2 separate regions of the Zea mays genome follow, and region 1 is linked to region 2. A link is a contact called in public Hi-C data. All regions are on one chromosome and are shown on one strand. The core of a region is the stretch at or near the end of the contact, and the rest is flanking DNA. Distances in the headings are between cores, read along the strand shown.

Evidence for each region. Hi-C and Micro-C count contacts between places; a contact is called where the count stands out from the background.
Region 1: a Hi-C map of leaf shows a contact between it and region 2, with 4 times the contacts expected there. The contact joins the promoter of LOC100282101 here to the promoter of LOC100501077 in region 2. A contact is called at or near these places in 3 of 25 Hi-C or Micro-C datasets (ear, endosperm and leaf).

What each region holds. Positions count from the first base shown.
Region 1 is chr4:20,501,159-20,504,864 of Zm-B73-REFERENCE-NAM-5.0, forward strand. It overlaps LOC100282101, which reads right to left and starts at 1,468. Exons shown (of 6, transcript NM_001155014.1): 1 at 1,283-1,468; 2 at 1,118-1,163. The coding sequence starts at 1,450.
Region 2 is chr4:20,278,602-20,282,488 of Zm-B73-REFERENCE-NAM-5.0, forward strand. LOC100501077 reads right to left here and starts at 2,055. Exons shown (of 17, transcript NM_001322403.1): 1 at 1,975-2,055; 2 at 1,639-1,874; 3 at 648-835; 4 at 1-22. The coding sequence starts at 1,977.

The DNA.
Region 1 (3,706 bases), core at 218-2,717, 220 kb after region 2:
ACTAACCTTCAACCCAAAAGCTTAAGCTGATGGAGAGAGGTAGGAAATTCACTTGTATTCTAACATATCAAATGAACAACCATAACGGTACTTTTCACAACTAATTCCAAATTATTAGATCTACTATGCATTATCAGTACAAAATTCCATCCATAATACTTCAACTGGGACCATAATGCTCTGGAACACTAATTAAAATCAGAGAAAGAAATTTTAAGAAGCCCTAGAATATGACATTTTGCACGAATGAAAGATTCATAGCAATATTTCCGCCATCAGAACAAACAAGCAAAGACTGACCAAAAAATGAATATAATACAAGACAAAAGCAACAAGATCATGCATACAAAAATTCAATATATCATGCAAAGCATTAAAATGTCACTGAAGAACTTGGATCGTGAAGATGTCACTCTTGAGTTTCTGCCACGTAGAAAGTGGGAAAAAACCAACTGGATGAACAGATCATCAGTTTTTAAGCATTCAACTGATACTGCTTCATAAAGGAAGTGACAAGAAGCTAAAGCCAACAGCTTTGTTATGCATAGTCTCAAGAACGCATCAACACTGAGAACGTTTCAAACTAGCAGTGTATTTAACAAATTATGCTTTGAAGCATAAGCACTAGCATATCAAGTCACATACATTTTGAGTATATTAAGCATAACATTACCATTTCTAATCCAAATAGCAATCCAGTAAACCAAATAGCAAGTCATTGTAATTAGACAGGTACTCTGAGAACTCTATGCACACCTTCCATGGAAAAAGAACAACATAAGCTTTCACCCACCATGGAAAGCAAAACGAGAATTGCTAGGGCTAAAGTTTACTTATTTATACACTACCGAAGTGCATAAAACATATTTTAAGCATCATAAGCATGTCCAATTTCTCCAGAACACAATACAAGCGACATTACAATTTCAGTCCAGAGAGCAAACCATTACACCCTAGAGCAAAAACATTTCATGGATTTGAGCACAGAAAAACATTAACACCAATAGAACAATCAAATTCATAAAATAATAAAAAGAACTAGCAAACAAAGAGAAATGAGAAATGTAAGGCGAGATCTCGTTGATTCTTGAGAGAATCGTAACGGAACTCCACTGACCTGGGGGATCTGTGCTGTGCTCGCAGACGTAAACCCTGAACCCTCCCTGCGCAGATCACAGTAGAAAGAACGGGCTTAAAACACACTTTGCCGCGCAAATCGAGGCGCCTCACAGTGCGCGCGAAGAAAGTAGCCATTGGGGGCTTCCAGTGTGAGGGTCCGTACCAGATTGGAGGGGGCGGAGCCGGAAGAGAAGTTGCCGCGCGACGGCAACCCCGCGAGGAACTTTGCGGCGCCGCACGCTCCAGGCTTTGCGGGCGCCTGCGAGCTCTTCTTCTCCCCGGCTCCGGCTCCGGCGCCGCCACCGCCGTCGGAACCCTCTTCGGTCGGCATGGTGAATAGGAGGTCTTGTGTTTTTCTTTGCTGTTTCTCATTTTTATTTTGCTTTATTAAGCTGCTTTTAGTGGGACCCGTACGGTTGGAACCTCCCTCCCAATTTTAGAGCGTGTTTCGCATAACTCAACAAAACTCCGACAAATAGTGAGTCAGCCAAACAATTTAACTTCAGAGTTATAAAGTTTATAGAGTTTTCAGATATACGGTATAAATTTTTTTAATTAACTCTTTTACTACTACGAAAATCTAAGAAAACAACATAAATATAGAGCTTGGAGTCATTTATTTGCTACCATCATTAATTATAAGAAGTCAATCTAAACTCTGAAGCAAATTTTAGAGTTACTAGTTGAGTGTCCATGCGTTGCAACGGAAACGTATAATAACACGATAATTTATGTACGATAATTTATGTACAAATGTGTGTAGTATTGTTATGAGAAAATGTTTCGAAATCCATTTATGATCCTACTCATACATAAATTTTGTTATTTTAATCTAGCTATTTCACCATTACATTACAATCATTAGTAACATATAGACTTTTATATATGATTTTAATAATTTTTTATTGAGTTATAATGACAGCACGATTGGGGAAGTGTTATTTACAACTCAAATCTCAAAAAAGTACTAAGAAAGCACTGAAATAAGGTAATTAACTCTGTCACAAGAACCAAGTGAACAATGAAATATCTCCATTCAAGCAAACAACATTTCAGCCTAAAACTCGGAAAAAAATCAATACAATATTAACCATATATCATGACCATCACCATTGTCATCATTTATCAAGCATGGATAATATTGATTGCATCGCGCACCTCCAGAATGCATTGAAAGCTATGTTTCCACCCCTAATGATGAAGAGGTCGAAGCAGATGCCCTTGACGGAGCGGGCGTCCGAGACGAGCTTGTCGCACCAGGCGAGGCGGAACTGCAGGAGCACGTGTGCGACATCGGTGCAGGTCCGAAGCGCTGTGACCACGGAAGCGAGGTCGGCGTCCATGTAGAGGCAGGGCTTAAAAGACCACATGAGTATGAGCCGATGAGAACATTATTTGTAAACACCTGCTCAATATAAATGAGTCATAAGATATTTAGAATTGGAAAAACAAATTTACCAGCAAACAGACAGAAGATTATTTGCAAAAGTAGGAATGGAAAGTATAGATATATAAAATGAGAATATAAATGATTCACAAGATATTTAGAACCGGAAAAAACAAATTTACAAGCAAACAGCTAGAAGACTATCTGCAAAAGTAGGAACGATACGCTTCTTACATAAGTAGCATGGTTAATTAGTTGAATCATCATATAGTACCAGCTTGTAAATAAAATTAGCTACCATAATGGCAACAAAACCACTAATAACACAATAAATTGTAGAAAATCAATCCAAAAACAGCTGGGAGGAAAAGACATCACATATATATTCATAGAAACACAAAGTATGTTGCAATCTGCAGTTCAGAGTAGAGGTTTAATCAATCATCATATAGAGGGAATACATTGATCCTAGAAAAGTGCCAAACACTTGATGAATTAGTTATATACTTCAGTTCTCACACATAAGAAACAATGAACGGTTGTACATTGATCTGTCAAAATATGGATCAACACAGAAACAAAGTGCATGTGCCATTGGTAGTCTTACAATGCAGACCATACAAGCAAACATTAAAAATGCATCCATACATATGTATTTCAATCACATCAATAGATATCTGTGACGACAGTCACACACTTACAATGTCATATATCAAGTAGCGGAAGCAGCAATATCGTCCTCTCTAGCCGAACAGGGGAGCCATCTGGCTGCTTAACGAATGTTGCGACCTGGTCCCATCGAAATTGAAGCTCCATTCCTGAGACGCAAATTAACAGCGACATGAAACACATTGCCCACGACCAATCACATTTCAAAATTCTCCATCTGCATCTCAGCAACAGCTCTCCTCAGGGTCCCCATTGGTGCAGTTAGCTAAATTCAAACAGCAGGTAACAAGCATTATAATCTAACTGAAAAAATAGCAAGCGGCATGTGTTGCATAATTTCCAAGCAAGGCAGAATTAAAAAGAAAAGAAAATACAACGGCAGCGACACATTTTCTTCAAACAGTATTAGCACTTTCAATTTCACTAATGTACATTTATAAATGACATAGATTCACATACCTTTCATCCACAGGTAAGTGTGGCTGAGAAAGATATCAAGTAATAACAAAAAATATTTAGTGCTACCATCAG
Region 2 (3,887 bases), core at 805-3,304:
AAATTCGTATCATCATCTGTATCTGCACCATGAAAGGAAAGAGCTTTGAAATCACAGTAACTGACATCTAAATCTTGGACTTCTAATATATGTTACAAAAGTTTACACCAAAGGCAATCATGTTTCCCTTTTTTACAAGAATCTATAACTATCAATTTGCACAAAAAAACAGGCATGATCAGTACTGCTGCAAAACTAAGATTGATCGCTAATATCTATAGTGTGCTAAGTATATGAACATGAACTCAAACAAGCATCAATAAGTTCCTAAGCAAATAATTCATTTGCAGTTCAGAAATAAATGACACAGTTCTCCTACATGTGGAAGAACAATAAAATACTTTTACTGTTACAAAATAGTTGATAAAATGGAGGTAATCCAGCTCAATATTCAGTATAACTTGCAGTCTTCAAAAAATGAGATTTTTACAAAGCGTTAACCACACTGAAATCACCAAAGAAGAATGTGGTTAGTCAAGCACAAAACCAATCACTAAAGAAGCAGATACAACAGAACAAGAGCCCAAAGATGCAACATAAGTTCAATATCAAATATTCATTTGGTAGTTTAATCAAGAACATAAGTTCAAAATAACATATTTGCTCTAATATCCAACAGGAACTATCTCTTGTCTTGGAGCCATTACCCTGATCGTGGAGCATTCGTGGCAGCTTCCTATCAGCTGTTGCACCAGTCCTCACTTCCCTTGCATCAAGCTCCGCTTCCGCGGCCCTTCGATCAGCCATGATTTCATCAAGATTCCTCTCATCCTCGAGTGAATCATCTAAACCAACTGACTCATATTGATCATGCTCATCCATCCTTCGGTAATCACTGCAATCAGGAAAAAAGGAGTGAATGTGGAAACAAAAAAACAAAACTGACAGTCAGCAGATATGGTTTGTGTTGGCTAGATATATTGGATCATTCATCGCAATCATATAAAAGCTCCAACAGCGACCCTCAAAGCAAAGTGTGCAAGTCCAAATTCCCAATTTTGGGAACATACAGTAACTTGAGTTAACTAACAATGTGTAAGTTAAACATAAATTCGTATCAAGGCAGCAGAGCCACTTGATAAATCTCTCGTCGAAGATGGTGTGCCTGGGTATCTGCGTTTATGGGCAGAGAGTCATGCAAGGCACTTCAATTTAGCAAATTTCGAGATGGATTAAGTGGGTTTCCTTCAGACCGATAAATTTAGCAAATTTGGATGCACAACCAAGAACTAAAAGTTGGTTGTTTTCAATAAAACATAGTAGATTTAAGTTCATTTCAATCAATCCAGCAAATATTAGTTAAGTCTCTCAGTTAGCTACTCTCCTACAATTACCTAATAAGTACAATATCATTCCGCCGAGGACAATCTAATTAGTTGACTTTTTAACAAATTTAGTCAATAAATTGACCATTTCTTCTCTAAATGCCACAATTTGCCTACATTATGAGGTAAATCATAACAAATCCTTGAACCGCAGATATCTCACCAAACCACAGGCCAAAAACCATCGCATCTGCTAATCAACCCACGGCATCTACTAGATCCCCTGGTCCCAATTACCGAACCGCCCCAAAACCCACAGCATATCCCCGAAATACCAGCCCCAGTTGGCCGGGTCAGATTCGAGTTGGCTTACTCGAGGTAGTTGTCGTTGAAGAGGTCCTCCCCCTCCTCGTCCTCGTCGGGAGCCGCTACAGCGGCGGGGTCGTCGTCATCGGGTAGCACGTGAGGATCGACCTCAGCTTCGCCATCGTCGTCGGAGTAAGATGACGGGTCGGTGGCGCCGCGGCTGGTGGTGGTGTTGGGTGGCAGCCGGTCGGTGCTGAACCCGGGGGACCCCGGCGTCGAGGGTGCGTTGTTCTCCGAGTCATCCTGCACGACGAAAACGCCACAAAACCACAGCAAGAGGAGATCAGATCTTGCAGCGACGCAAGCGCGGTAGGAGGACGAGGCGGAGAACTCGAGCGCTTACCATTTCGGCCGCAAAGAAAAGTCTCTGGGCAGAGGAGGCTGGGGCGAGCGGCTATGGGAAACGGCTAGGGTTTAGGGGGCGGAGGGCAGACGGGGGCGGGAGAAATGGAGCGGTGTGGGATGTTATGACGGGGAGGTGGTGGAGCGGGCAGGCGGGAGTGGCGGGAAATTTTGGCGCCAATGGGCAACGGCTTCCCGCGCAGCAGGCAACTGTGGTGGTGTTACATGGCCCATGGGCTAGGTTGGACTGAGTTGGTGTTCGGGATTCGAGATTTGGGCATAAGATCGGCCCACATTCGAAGGTATTAGTATATTTTGCAAAATAAATAAATAAATAAAAATATAACTTAACTTCAAGTCCGAGATCCACTTCATAGGAATTTTCGTCGCATCATATTTCTTTTGGAATTTGGGTGTTCACATGGAGGACAATTAAAACTATGAGTTCTCAGTTTTTCTAGATTATTGTGTACTCTTAGAGCATCTCCAACAATAAACCCTAAAATAGAGTCGAAAATTTTAAAATAGAACCATATTGAATATATGTAGGGTTCAAAAAAATGTTTACTCCAACAGTCAGGTTTTAAATAATGTTATTTAGCAAATAAATCATATTATTAGAAAATAAATAGTTGGAAAATAAGTGAAAATGAAGATATGGCTCCAGTATATGGGATACTATATTTAGGATCCGAGAGAACGAGTCTTATAATCCTTTGATGAAATTTTATAAATTAGGGTCGTTGTTAGAAGGATGTTTTATTGTTTTAAGCCATATATTTAAAATAGGATCATGTTTAAAGCCTCTCTTGTAGATGCTCTTAGGCTATGTTTGAAAGCAACCCAGTTTTTAAGAACCATATTTTATCTTTTAGCTAGAAGAGACCAACTTCTTGGTTTTTAAGGAACTGAGCGTCTAATTTCTATAAACTGAGTTATAAACTGGTATGTTTGAAACCACCTCAAATTCTATAAACCAGCTTCTTAAAAACTTGGTGCTTCCAAAGAGAGCCTTAATAATATGGTTGGAATTTTACTTTAGATAAACATTGTTTTCTAAATTAAATCAATTAATCATAGAGTATAGAGTTGGTTGTTCCATTTACACTGATTGCATTTGTGTTTTTTAAATGTGTACAAGTTTCAAAAATCGTTTCAATTAATCATATATTTCTAATGAAAAAAATAAAAAGGTGGTATGCATAAGCATTCTGACCGTTTCAATGATTTGATTCATAAGTATGAATTGATAGAGATCCAGATGCCTGGTGGAGGCTTCATTTGGTCAAATAGCCACAAAATGACCCAACCCTATTTTTACGAGCAAATAGTGGGAGGTCATTTATCCTTTGGTCCACGTTAGAAAGCTCCCTCGGGAATTATCTAACCACAGCCCCCCAGTCATGTTAACTAAAACAGTGAATGATAATAAACAATCTGTCTTTCATTTTGAAATTGGTTGGCTCTCCCATCCAAAGTTTTTGGAAAATATAGAAAGAATCTGGGGGGAAGCCTTGTAGAACTAAGAGTGCTCTTGATAAAGTTCAGCAAAAGCTGGAGCTTTGCAAATAGTTTCTAAAAAGCTAGGACTGGAATGAAAAAGGTAGAAAAAGGAAAAAAAAGGAACAATCAAAACCAATTTTGGTTAGCCGAGCTGGAGCGGATTGAGGAGGAGAGGGGCCTAAATGGCCCCTAGACGGAACAAAAAGTCAGGATGTTAGGTTAAAATATGATGATGATGGAGGAAGAGTAGATTTACTGAAACAGAGATATCATGAAACTTGGCTTTTTAAGGGCGATGGTAACAATGAAATTTTCCATAGAGTTGCCAATGGCAAAAAAAGGAATATATATATATTGAGTTTTTGAAGAGGATGTCAAGGGAATTGAAGGATAAGATAATTTGGTAGAGCA